Regions from separate parts of the Mus musculus genome. Here region 2 is linked to region 1. The links are chromatin contacts, called in public HiChIP or PLAC-seq maps. All regions are on one chromosome and are shown on one strand. The core of a region is the stretch at or near the end of the contact, and the rest is flanking DNA. Distances in the headings are between cores, read along the strand shown. Region 1 overlaps 2210408F21Rik (RIKEN cDNA 2210408F21 gene). Region 2 overlaps Mkln1os (muskelin 1, intracellular mediator containing kelch motifs, opposite strand).

Region 1 (6,934 bases), core at 1,659-4,158:
AGTTTGATAACAGTGATGAATTTCTGGCAAGAAACTTTAAAAAAAAATCACACAGCGGCCCCTGACTATAAATTCAACACTGCCACAAGTTCGGGACCAATCAGGTCTAGAGGGTGAGACCCTATCTTGACAAGCTGAGCAGGAGCATGGGTTAGGGAGGTGGCTCAGTTGGTGGAATGCTTGCTGTGCAGGCATCTGGACCTGGGATTGGATGCCAGGTACCCTTGTAAAGTCAGGCATGATGGCATGCATCTTTAACCCCAGTGGCAGGGAGGCAGAGATGGGGGGAGCCCTGGGCTCACTGGTCAGCCAGTCTAGCCAAACTGATGAATTCCAGGATCAGAGACAACTTGTCTCCAAAAACAAAAACAAAAACAAAACAAAAACAAAGAAAAACAACAAAACAAAACAAAACAAAACGGCATGGAGAGTGGTTGTGGAAGACATTCCATGTTTTACCTCTGACCTCCTCACACACGCACATGTACCCCAAGAAATAGAAACATCACACACACACAACACACACACACACACACACACACACACACTGGACACATGAGACAGACAGACAGAGAGAGAGACAGAGAGAGAGAGAGAGAGAGAGAGAGAGCAATAATGGGGTGGGGGTGGGGTACCAGCCAACAGCTAGTGAGTAAAGGAGCTGTCCCATATCTGTTGGTTCAGTCCCATCTAGACAGAGAGACATCAGTGACCAATTTTAATGCCACCTGCATTTAAGTGGGGCACGGAGTGATGAGCAAGAGTATTTTGTGTAGGTCTGTTTAGACATTAGTCCCAAAGGATGTTCAGTTCAGCCACTGGTTTCATCTGGGATAACAATTTGCTTTATGTCTTTAATGGGTTAAAATCGAGCCTGGTTCCCTAGTGAAATTCATCAGGTAGGGGCAGGAATGTGGGTCTGGGCCTCACCAAGGAGCCCCATTCTCCTCCCCCTCTGTGTCTGTCATGTGCTAGAGGATAATGGTCCCTTCAGTTGAAGAGAGTGATGACTCATAGCTGTGGGTGGGGGCTGAACAGACAGGTATGATGAATACATCTTTCCCCGTGAGACCCAGAGACGACATTTAAAAAAAAAAATCTGTGGTTGGGATGCGTGCTGCTCCAGAGTATGATCGATTGCTTGGGATTTCAAACACGGCCAGGTTCTGTCCCTCCAGTCTCCCTGCTGTCTGCAGAGTCGCTTTGCAGCAGCTCTGATCAAGAACTGGGGCTGCATGCTGGACCCTTCCAATCCAGGTTGGCTTTGTGCCTCTCTCTGGCTCTGGCTATCAGAATGGACCAGAAGTAACTGTGCTGAGTCCAAGCCGAGCCTCAAGGGCCTACCTCCAGTGTCTCTCTTGAACCTGCTGTTACTGGCCGAGCATAGGCCAACCTGTAGGAGGATGAGCGAATGTGTACAGAGGGATGAACTGTCCTAGTAGATGGACTCCTAGGCCAGGGCACTGCACTGGGGCCGACCTTTAGGACAGGGTTTGCTGACCTCTGATCTAAAGCAATGTGTTACCCATAGAAGTGTTGGTACCAATTCTGGGACCCCAGCTTCTCCATTCGGATTCATCTCTGTCATTCTGGAGGAAAAGGGTTTACTTCCCGTAGAAGAGGATAAGAAGGGGCTGAGGATACGGTTTAGTGGATAGAACGCTTGCCCTAGTTTGCACAAAGGCCAAGACTAGAACCCCATGACCGCATAAAACTGGGCATGCTGGCATAGGCCTGTAATCTCAGCACTTTGGAGGTAAAAGCAGGGAAGACAGAAGTCAAGGGTATCTTTGGTTACACAGGAAATATGAGACCAGCCTGGGCTACATGAAAATTTATCTCAATTTTGGAAAAAAAAAAAAAGCAAAAAGATAAATAAATAAAAAATAAAATTAAAAAAAAAGGAAAGGGGGTTAAAAAAAAAAAGGAGTGGTTGATGCAGATCCAAGACAGCACTGAGCACGTATACAGGGAACAATTAAAAGCCTCTTAGCCACTTCCTCCTCAATGGTTGTTCCTCCTTAATGCTACAGGCCCGAATGATCAAGCAACGTTACATTTCCCAGCCTCCAATCTCTAATACTAATTTAACAAACGCACGCTGTATGTCTCAGTAAGGATGGGGCGCCACTCGTACTTCTGCCTGCTTGGAGTTCCCCGAGTGTATTGTGCTGTTTCACGCCTCCCTAACTCTGCACACAATGTTCCTTCTGCCTGGAACACTCTTAGCCCTCTTCTCTTACTGGCTAACGCCTACTCACTGATCAGAGCCGAGCTCAAGGATACTGCCTCTTGGAAGACGTCCCCAGGAGCACCACCACCTCCTCGCCCTCAACCTCCGGCCACATGCTCGGTCTCAGCACTCATTCTGCCAGCCTAACAATTAAAGCGGAAAAACCGTTTCTATGGTGCTCGGCACTTACTGTGTGCCGACACCGTCGTACAGAATCCTCTGGTTGAAAGCGTCCACATTCCTGTGCCATGCCGTTTTTCCTCAAGGCAAGCACAGATTCAGAAGTAGATGCTGTGACTTCCTCCCACCTGTTGAGCAAAGAAGATGCACGGTGATTTATCATATATACTGTATACCCACTGAGGGCACCTACTTTATCTTCTCATTCTTGCGGTACCCGGAACAGACTCGGAACAGGCAGCAAGAGGAACAGCAGCAAAGAGCAAACAATAACACAGCCCAGAACACATCTCACACAGTGTTCACAGCTCTCCCCGGGGCCAAAACCGGGCAGTAACTTTCTGAGGTAGCTGTTATAGGTGCCACATATCAGGAACGGAAGGCGTCAAGAATTCTCTGGTAACTTTCCCAAGGTTGCACAGCTAGTGTGCGATAGAGCCAGTTCCAGAGGCTGTGTTTACAACCACAGGAGGAAAGGAAGGCTGCAGTGACTCAGCAGAAATCCATTTCCATCCTCAAAGAGGAAGTCAAAGAATGAAACTCTGAGGCTAAGAGTGGTCCAACGGGCATGGCTGCATACTCGGGCTTAATCGTCAACAGGCTCGTGTCACGTGGGCTCGAAGGTGCTCAGTGTAGAGAGGTGGGTTGCTCTGATGGGACCTCCAATGGTTTTCCTGTTAACATGTTTACTCAGCATGATGCCTAACAGCCCACATGCTGCAACGGGAGAGGGTGGTTTGTTTAAGACCTCCCTGACAGCAGACAAAACCTTATGGCATAATCCCTAGGCAGGCCTATTCCATCGGATTCTTTACCAACGAGCATCTGGAAGACGATCTTGGAACTGTCTAAGAGGCTGCTGAACCTGGCTAGGCACTTTTTGTAAAATCACCATGGCCAGCTGCTCGCTGAAGCGTTGGCAAGTCCCCACGGGGCCTCCCAGACACTGTACCTCGCAGTGAGACAGACAAAAGCAGGGACACACTGTGATTGGACCACAGCTGTCTCATCTCAGCACAGGCCTGTGCTGCTGAAAAGACAACAACAGAGACGCAGCATGGAATTTTGCTTCTGGGACAATCAGGAGCTTGGCAAACATAGGTTATATGCATCCAAGACAGCTACAGATGTGGCCTACAACATTGTAGATGCTGATGTTGATGTTGCAATGTCAAGAGGTTGGAAACCCCTGCAGGTAATGGTTGGAAACCCCTGCAGGTAATCTTCCCCTTAAAACTGGAGCCTCTCTAATGGTTTAAAGGGCCGAACAGTGGCCAAGAGGACCTCCCATAGGCTTCTAGTTATTAGTACGAAACACAACAGAAGCCAGTAAGATCTCCGAACACCAAGTATCTTCATGCTCCCATGTACCAGCCCAAGGCTTGCCTCCTGCTGAGGATTTCTCCCAAAGACAATGATGGCCTGGCTGGAAAACTTTAGAAACATCCATTTGATCTGTATTCATTTTCAGGGCACAGGGTAGAGTTTATAGCATTTTACCTTCCCATTAAAATAGCTCAACTGTGTTTACAGCCTATTTTATCCAGATTGCAGATTAACAATTTAAAGTCTTCTGCTTAGCAAATCTATTTTCTCAACTGACCATAAACTCCCTGAGGGTTGAGAACATAATCTTTCTCCTTTGGAGTCCTCTGTTCAGACAATATGGCACAGTACTTGGTGGAGGTCAGAGGGACAGAGGACAAAGTATTTGGAGGAACCCCCCTAACACCTGCCCGTGCTCCGTGGCCGTCTTCAGGAGCACTTAAGTCTGAGATGCCATTTCCTCATCCTTAGATCCCTCTCTGGCCTCCCTACTTGTTGAGAAGATCAAATAAGATAATGCATGTGAAAGTATTGTGTAATCCAAGAACTGCCAGTGGCTGAAACGTAAGGAATCCTCAGAGACGCACTTAGTAAGTATCTGATCGATTTTTAATGATAAGGTATTGTCTTCTCTCTTCTCTTCAACCAGCCCCTTTAAGGATTTTATTTCCTGGAATTTAATTTTATTTGAGTAGTAAAGCCGCTTCATGTCTTCCTGATAGTGTGTGTTTCACCCCATGGTCACCTTAAAATTTGATTGTAATCTAAGCAACCCAACCCCCAAAAGTCACCAAGCACACTAGCATGTCAATCACCCAGGACTCGTGGGGACAAATACGTTCAGACCCCACTTCTATTTCAGAAGCTTTCTTGTGCTGCTATCAACCTGTGAAAATTGTACCCTACGGAGGGATTATGCATATTTTTGTGTCAAGGCACACTCTGTGGATACAGAAGTCCTAAGCCCGTATCACCGCTCCCTAAGCCCGGGCCAGCAGAGAATGTGAGAAATTTCACAGAGGCGACACTACAATTCGACCTCTTAGAACACACCATTTATTTATAGTCCTTGTTCTGTATTTATTCTTAGCAAAGACAGCATGCTTGTTTATAACAGAGTTCTATAGGATACATTAGAAATCTCTCAAACATGGATCGTTCTTAAGTGATTTTAGAAAATGCTAAGTGTAGATTTTGGATTCTTGCTCTCTTAACTAGAAAAACAAGTAAACAAAACCAAAACGGAAAGAGACACAAGGAAATAAATAAGTTTTGTATTCCAGGGATGAGTTTACACCTGGTTCCCCATCTCGTTCTCAAACCAAGTAACACGAAAGATTATCTAGATTTTATAAAATGGTCAAAAACTAGACGGCTACAGAACCACTGACTTGGCTTAAGAACTACATTTCTCACAGAAATAGCTCAATGTTTATTTTCAAACGCTACTTATGAAACTATAGGAGTCTACTCTCTTCAATTCAACCAAAGCATGAGCCATTAGATTTGTGTACAGGTTTGAAGTGTGCTGTTAACATATTGAACTCGGGCCAGTTTTGAATAATACTGATAAATTTATTTATAAAACCCCCTTTAGGGAGGAATTCATCAATCTAAAGCAGTTGTCTGTTAAATACTCCTGAAGATAGGAAAAATAGTAAATAAACAAACAAAACTTCCAAACTCATCATTGAACATTCAACAACTGTCAACAGAAAGCCAGTTTACAGTTGAGACAGTCTTACCACGTAGCTCTGGCTAGCTGGAACTTCTTAGGTGGTCCAGGCTGTTTCTAAACTTCCATTGATCTGCCCTTCTCTGCCTCTAGGGTGCTGGATTAGGGGCATACACACCACCCGTCCTTTGTCTTTAGTACCAGAAAGGAAGCTGGGGCCTTACATTCACTAAGCATACATTCTCAGCTCCTAGAGCTTCAGTTACAGCAGATATTATTAGCAGCTATATGCTATATAGAAATACAGTTTTATGTTCAAACCTGATAGCAAGTTTATACAGCTTTATTTTTGCCTAATTAATTCTGTTTTCAACAGACACTTTTCTTTCTAGTCTCAAACTTTCCCATGTCTCCCAAAGTCTGGTAGGAAGTCAAGTTCCTTTCACAGTCAGTCCAGAAGAAAAATACCTAAGAGGAGACATGGTGGCTTTAAAATGTGCTGATTTATTGATTATTTTCTTTATCATACATGGCAGTGGTGTTGGTGGTGTTAGGAAGGCTGTCGTTCTCAGCAATGGAATGGTTTTTGGTCCCTCTCTTACCCAATGATACAATGGGGAGTGGCAAAAACTGTGGAGGTGGGGTGGGGCTGTCACACTGCAATCTCAATAATAAAGGGTTAGGGTTAGGGTCCACCAGGAACAGATATGATAACCCATGTATTTCAAGGTGAAAAGTTTCTTGTATACACAGATTATTTACTTATTTCATATATAATACTAAATATTTTCTCGGAGTACATTTTGCCATAGAGAGCTATCATTCCAAAGACTTGTCAAAGTCTGTACAATCTTCCAGTGAAATCATACTTATAGGATATCTAAAATAATTTAAGAAAAATAAATTAGAAGAGAAAAGTTGGGTTAAAGTTGTACGGCTTTAATAAAACTCTCCTTTTATTTTGTCCCTGTGGTAAGAAATCATCAGCTTTCCTATCTAACCGGTACCACTTGAAGTCTTTAGTTTAATTTTAGGATCCTTGATTGCTGCTGGGAACAAGTGTGCTGCTGTGGCATGAAGTGGAAGGTGTGACTGGGAACCAGACAGGAGAGAAAAGCCTTCCTTCCCAAGCGACACACTCATAGAAATGTAGAACTCAAAGAAAAAGAGAAGTGATCTCACTGAGTAACGTAAAGCTGCATTTCACATGCAAGTCTCTGAAAGAGCCCAAACTGACTGCTACACAAGCCTTTCATGGAAGGTTTTCAGTCCCTCAAAGAACAAATGCAAGACCAACTGGATGGCTCAACAGGCAAAGGTGCCTGTTACCAAGCTCGACAACCCAAGTTCCATCCCTGGGACTCACCCAGCCAAACACCAGAACTGACCCGATTCCCACTATTTGTCTTCTGATCTCCACATGCCCACAGGCATTTGGGCGAGTGTTCGTGTGTCTTCTGATACACACACACACACACACACACACACACACACACACACACACACACTCACACACACTC
Region 2 (6,934 bases), core at 3,215-5,714, 89 kb before region 1:
AGATAGTGATAACTCATGGTGCCGCAGAGCCCACAAGCAATTAAATAAGGGTCCATCAAAGTCACTAATTCAGATAATTGACCTATGCTTTGATTGAAGTTTCACTGTAGAGATATTTGGGGAACAAAGAGTTTGCCAATCGATTTCTTAAGCAATATTGTAGGAGGGTGATTATGAGCATTCAGCTTCTGAGAACACCTGGGAGAAGACCTTCAGCATTTCACATACCTGTCAAAAAGCTCTTTGGAAATTAATCTCCGAGCAGACTCTGACTTTGTTTACTCCTAAACAGCATGATCATCCCTTCCCCAGATAACAAAGGAATGTGTTGTAAGAGAGCATAGATGAGTGTCACCCTTAAGAGACTATCACAGTGTCTGCTTACACAGTGAGGATGGCAGCTATGCCACTAACCCATGCAATCTTATGAGTCCTCGTTACACATGCATTTCCATTTCAATATATTTATTATTTCTAACTAGTTGTATTGTGTGTGTCCATAGAGACCAGAAGAGGGACCAGAAGACAGCATTCACTATTTTTAATTAGTTTTATTCTGTATGTATTGTGTGTGTCTGTCTGTCTGTGCATGATGTGTGTGCAGGTGCCCATGGGAGCCAGAGAGCATCAGGTCTTCTGGAGTCAAAGTTAGAGGCAAGTGTTAATTGCCTGCCATTTCTGCTAGGAACTGAACTGAGGTCCCTTGCAAGAACATGCTCTTAACTACTCACCAGCTCCTAATTCATTCAATCTTTAACCCAAATCTTACCTGGAATTACAGGATTATGGTATTAAGGATTGCTATGTTTCAATGAAATGTTCTAGGCACCTGGGGTATATCAGAAACTAAAATAAATATTCTTTCATTCTATTTAGGAGAGAGAAGTTAAAAAAGCATCAATTTTGTCAATTATACTAAAAAAATAGTGTTAATAACAAAAAAATTTTAAAGTAGGGAATATATAGGTCATTGTAATTTTAAATTATGACTGTCAGTCATTTAAAAGGCTGCATTGGGCATGTGTGGTAATGCATATCTTTAATCTAAGCACTTGGGTTAGAAGCAAGTGGATCTCTGTGAGTTCAGTGTTAGCCTGGTCTACATAGTGAGTTCCAGGTCAGCCAGGGAGGGCTACATAGTGGGACCCTGTCTATAAGATGGGGGAGGGAGTGATACTGAAAGAAAAAATTGGATGATATTTAATAACTAGTAATACACACTCTATCACTTTTCAAAGTCTTAGGGCTAGAAAGGTAGCTCAGTGCATAAGAACACATGCCGCTCTTGCAGAAGACCCAGGTTGGGTTCCCCCCACCCATATACAGTGTTTCACAACTCCAGAGATCCAGGCCCCCTCTCTGGCCTCTGTGGACACCTGCACACATGTGGCATACATACCTACACAGGCATGCACTTACATACATTAAAAAGTAATCCTTATAATTGTATTTTCCAGATCCAGAGTTTCTATAAATATATTAATATTTTATATTTAAAATAAATATTTTAAACTTCTCAGAAATCAATCTTTAAAAATCTTAAAAGGGCTTTTTTTTCTTATGTGGTTCCACCTCAACTCTATTCATCTGCACATTATTTATTTATTTATTTATTTATTTTTATGTACATTTGTTGTTTGGCATACATGAGGGTACCAGATCCCCTGGAACTGGAGTTCCAGACAGTTGTGAGCTGCCATATAGGTACTGGGAACTGAACCTGGGTCCTCTGGAACAGCAGCCAATGCTGTTAACCACTGAGCCATCTCTCCAGTCCCCTATCTGTGCCTTCTTAAAGTATCCAAGAACCTTTCTACTTTGAAAGGGTAAAGGTTAAAAGAACACACAGGCTGTTTCATGTATGTCCTACCTACGATTTACCAATGGGGATGGGTTAACATGCTGCTTTCTTAGGGCCTAATGTGTCCCCTGAAGGAAGCCACCCGTTTTAGTGGCACTCCATAATCACAGGGCCCGGAGGGAGGTTCTTGTCTTGAAAATAATAGAGAGACTCAAGCTAGAAGACCTCATGCTATTCAGTAGGCACTTAGGAGCAGCACAGGAGAGTTTGGCTGGAGAAGGAATATCGGTGATGTTATACAGTCATCTCAGAATAAGATAAAGGGACATGGAATCTGGGGTTTACTTAGCATCTACTGTATACTGAGCATCATGTAAACTCTACAACATGAACTGACTATTTTGATCATCCACATAGAAAGGGCAGGGGAACTGAGGCTCAGAGAAGATGAGGAAACTGCCCACTGCACACACGGGGTGACTTACAAGCATAAGTCTGCCTGGCTCCAGAACCCATGTTCCTACCTCACTAGTCAACGCTGTGTAGGATTCATCAGATATGGGATATAAATTGTTATTGCTCCTGCAGCTTTCAAAGGACTGTTTTCCCTGGGTGGTTCCGGTTCTGAGGCTCTAGTGCTTGTGGAGATGCAACGGCATTTTCTACCCCATCCATCTCTCCCCGAGTCTATTCCTAGTGTCTCCCAAATTCTCAGTTGCCCATCCTGTCTCACCATGACTGCCTGTGACTCCCTCTGTTTGTAGCCCAGATAGCCCTACAACCCAGAGCTGCTTCCCCACCCTACCCCTGCGCCTGCCCCTCTACCACGGAGCAACCAGGCCCAACAGGTACCGATGCAAGTTTCTAGCTTCTCTGTACTCTTCAACCAAGGTTAAAGGCTGTGCTACAGCGAGTTGGTTGTAGCTGGTGAGGAAGCTAACAGTGGGAACAGGTGACATGACCCAGCATGTGAGAAAAGTGATTTCTAATGGAGTGAACGTGGACCACTGGGAAACAGGAAAGGGGAAGGCCCCGAGAAGGTGAATTCCTTGTCATTCCTCCTCCCAAGACCTTATCTGAGGCATGGCTTCATCCTGTAGCAAGGTACTATTGTGCAAAGCCCCTTGTGCAGGCATACCGTCTGTCTCTCTGGCAGACCTTGTCTTCTTCTGCTTCCCTTTTCCTCTCAACTCGCCGCTGCCCCAGGATCTCATCTCCTAAATAAAACATTGGCTTAATGTCTCAGTTTGGGTTCTGTTTTTCTAGAAAACATAAACTAAATAAAATATTCAAGTTCAATTTCTCTTCATAGGACCACCGCTTCTTGGATTCGCTTGAGTGTGTTCCAAGAGATAATAGCTGATAATGATGTCATACATATATACATACACACAAAGATAAAAATAAATCTTAAAAATCATGCTGTCAGTATCAGCACGCCGAGCGGTATTTGCATATTTCCCTTAAAATGTGAAGTTTGTTTGAAAACAAAGTAAAACTATTGAATGAGACCTTGGTGCTAAAAGGAATTCAGAGCTGGGAACTCATAACTGGCTTGCTCCTGCATGCCTCATTTCCTGAGTGTCTCACAGGAGCCTTCCCTTTGCCAGGTTTGGACCCCCACATTCTCACTCGGACTATTATAATTGTTTTTTAACTTTTCTCTTTGTTTCCACACTGACTCCTGCCATCAAGTAAGTAGTCCTGGTTTTTTTTGGAGACAGGGTTTCTCTGTGTAGCCCTGGCTGTCCTGGAACTCACTATGTAGACCAGGCTGGCCTCAAACTCAGAAATCTGCCTGTCTCTGCCTCCCGAGTGCTGGGATTAAAGGCGTGCGCCACCACGCCCGGCTGTAAGTAGTCCTAAGATGGATTTTATCTTGCTCCCCATGTTTAAAAACCTTTAGTAACTTCTCATCCTTCTAAATCTACTCTTTGATGATGCTGGGACAATAACTGTTGACCCAGCTGGGCCCCTTTAAGGGACAGGGTGTGAAATAAAACTAGAGGGCATCAGCACTGAACTAAATGGCACATGGAAGGCCGGGAATGGTGGCACACGCCTTTAATCCCAGCACTTGGGAGGCAGAGGCAGGCGAATTTCTGAGTTCAAGGTCAGCCTGGTCTACAGAGTGAGTTCCAGCACAGCCAGGACTATACAGAGAAACCCTCGAAAAACCAAATAAATAAATAAATAAATAAATAAATAAATAAATAAATGGCACATGGAAGATGACAGCCACGGTCAACGGTGGCAGACACCAGGGCGGCAGCAGATGGCATGGGTGGAAGAATGAAATAAAATATAAAATAAAATAAGAAGCACCATGGAGCAAGGCCAGCAGAGGTAAGAGTCATGACAGCAAGACACCAGCAGGATATAGAAACAGCACTTCATGCTGTTTCAGCATAGCTTGTGGTCCCCTGAGTTTAGCTCTGTTGAAACAATGGCATTGCCTCTTGAGATTTTTATCAGCCCAGATCATGGCAGGAACCTGAAGTCATAATCAACTGAGGCTTTGAAAATCAGGTGGTTAGGACATATCTACAGGGCATAGGCAGAGTTATGGGTAGTTAGGGTGCTAGGCACTAGCAGAATCGTGTTAGTAGAAGCCAGGGATGAAGAGAAAAGGGAACAGAGTCCCAGAAAGAACAGGAAGTATGGCAGAACATGGCTATCACTGCTAGTGATCATGAGAGCACCCTGCTAAAGACGGGAGCCTCACTGCCTCTTCCTCCTCCTCTCTGAGATTTACTAATGTCTCCCATTCGAAAGCCCAAGGGTTAGCCAGAGGACAAAGGAAGCCAGGTGACATAGCATGGGGGTAACAGATTATCAACTACAGCCCAGGGCAGAGAAGAATATAGTCTTCCCTGTCCCCTAGTAAATGTGCACAGCCTGATTCCAGAACCCAATGGTACTTACTGCATTCCATGGCAAAAGTCGTGATTTCAGTTGAGGGTCATGAGAGGGGAGGCTTAGCCCACAATCTGGGTGGGACCTTAGTTCAGTCACACACATTCCTACAGGGAGTAGCAGGGGGAGGTTTACAACGTTGGAGGAGTCCATGTGACCACAGAAACAGATTAGACTGGAGTGGCCAGGAACCAAAGAAAGCCTGAGGCTATCACTAACTGGAAGAAACAGGAGACCGATTATCCCTGCCCCCTCCAAGCCTCAAGAGACTTTGACCCTGCCCAAACCTTCATTTTAGACTGGTGGCCTCTAGAACTGGAAGAAAAATAAAATTCTGTTGTTTTAAGTCAGCCAGTTTGTGCTAATTTGTTACAGCAGTCACAAGAAACCAACAGAGGCCAAATGGACACCAAACAGCACAGAATCTATCCACCTCAAACGGCACAGTGATGGCCACACTCCTGCTGGCTGGACACTCTTTGACCTACCTTTTATATTCCATTTGGAAGTTCTGCTGGGACCATTCACACACCTCACATCACGGCTCCCAAATCACAGCTGCCTTCATGTGCAAATGTCTTTTCTTTCAGAGAGGAGGATAACCTTCTTCAGAGCCGTCTCTCACACCTTGGGAACCCTCAACACTCCTCACATACTTCTTTAAGCAGAGTGATTGGTAAATGAAAAGGAAAACTTCCAATTGCCCATCTGTAAATGGAAAATAACAACCACTAACTTGCCTCTCGGAGGTAATGGTGGCAATGTTTCCTGAAAACAGTTCCTGTACCTGTAGCAGAAGTGATCTATCTGAAACACATTCCTACTAGAACAATTCCTTAGGAAAGAAATTACATTTCATTTTAGCAAACCCTGTATTCTACATTGAACTGAAACGGCCAGCATTTCACCCTAAGGAAGAAGAGGCCAGGGCTAATTGAGAAACAGAGGCAGGGATAGAGGGGGTATGCAATGGTAGACTACTTGTTTAGTGTGTTTGAATTCCTGAGTGTGGACAGGAATACCTGTCCACAGCACTGAAAAAAAAATCAGCAAGCACGCAGTCAAACAGACAAAATAAACACTTGAGACAGAAATACAAGTGCCAAGAAACCTTGACTCATATGATAAACACCTATTAAGGAACTATGATGCTAAAATACAGTCTATAGATGCTGAGGAAAAGCAATAAGGCATAATCCCAAATAAGCAATTATAACAAAATATGATGTTATATATGCTTGTGTGCATGTGTGTGTATACATTTGTGTGTATATGTATATGTATGCAGAAGGATGTCGGGGGTCTTCCTCAATCCCTTTCCACCATGTAGTACTGAAAAGGAGGGAGGGAGAGAGAGAAAGAGAGAGACAGAGAGACAGACAGACAGACAGAGAGAGGAGAGAGAGGGTCTAGAGAAAGGAGGGGGGTCTTCCTGAGACCCCCCCTCCACAGCTCCAATGTATGCCTTTTGTAAGAGTGAAGTGCTAGGGGATCAGAAAGAAGGGAATGGCTGACTCTAGAGACAGGAGTCTCACTCCCAAGGAGCCACTTTGAAGCTAGTGTTTTAGGATTTCACCAGGCAGAGGCAAAGTCTGGAACATTCCAAGACCAAAAGAAACAAGGGCTTGTGCAGCTGCCAGCGAACCACACCCTACTCAGTCCTATTGTATCCGCAAAGGTCTATTTTTACCGCTGTCCTCACAGCCACTTTTTAAGACAAAAGGAGAATGTGGACTAAGTCCCTTCTTTGCAATCTGGTATTTTATAGATCAAAGAAAGGAGACTCTGAAGAGGGAATGTGAAGGATGACTTCTGGTGAATCCAGAATTCTTCCAAGGAGTAGAAACTCGGGCTCTTCCCTTTCCTGGTTTCTTGAAGATTGAAGAGAGGCTGCCTTAGTGTGGCAGTAGCCAGTCCTTCCGAGCTCAGAAGGAAACAGGGGGAATGAGGACATCTCAAGCAGAGTCATTGCTTTGTGACAAACGCGCCTTGGCCAGGATGGAGGGCCCGGCTGCTTCCCCTCTGCTGACCTTTAGATCTCTCTACCGACAGCAGGCACCACCCAGCCTCTCTTCCAGTTGAGTCCTGCTAGGCCTCTGAGACCAGAGCTCGCTGCTTGTGAGTGGGAGGGAAAAACCTCTCGGGAAAGCAGCCAGGACAGAAGAAAGGTCAGCAGACACAGGGGGCGCTGGGGTCTCTGACCTCTCTGTGGAGCAT

What was found. HiChIP or PLAC-seq counts read pairs in DNA pulled down with a chosen protein or histone mark.
Region 2: an H3K4me3 HiChIP or PLAC-seq map of bone marrow-derived macrophages shows a contact between it and region 1, with 2.6 times the contacts expected there. The contact joins two enhancer-like sites. A contact is called at or near these places in 1 of 15 datasets of contacts at CTCF or cohesin (pro-B cells), 9 of 484 Hi-C or Micro-C datasets (the HL-1 cell line, Th2 cells, bone marrow-derived macrophages and 6 more) and 3 of 115 datasets of contacts at active chromatin or transcription factors (bone marrow-derived macrophages, embryonic stem cells and heart atrium).

The regions. Positions count from the first base shown.
Region 1 is chr6:31,280,610-31,287,543 of GRCm38.p6, reverse strand. All of the region lies in intron 2 of 2210408F21Rik (RIKEN cDNA 2210408F21 gene), which reads right to left. Among named protein-coding and RNA genes, the nearest start is that of Gm38782, 41 kb to the right of the region's middle. Within about 2 kb of position 2,908, at least 87 of the 459 cell types and tissues checked have an H3K27ac peak or open chromatin away from gene starts, as enhancers often do. A contact at or near this core is called in bone marrow-derived macrophages, where this site is marked.
Region 2 is chr6:31,370,766-31,377,699 of GRCm38.p6, reverse strand. All of the region lies in intron 2 of Mkln1os (muskelin 1, intracellular mediator containing kelch motifs, opposite strand), which reads left to right. It overlaps LOC115490343 (a long non-coding RNA gene), which reads right to left. Exons shown (of 2, transcript XR_003956274.1): 1 at 5,206-6,934; 2 at 1-3,018. Among named protein-coding and RNA genes, the nearest start is that of Mkln1os, 25 kb to the left of the region's middle. Within about 2 kb of position 4,464, at least 42 of the 459 cell types and tissues checked have an H3K27ac peak or open chromatin away from gene starts, as enhancers often do. A contact at or near this core is called in bone marrow-derived macrophages, where this site is marked.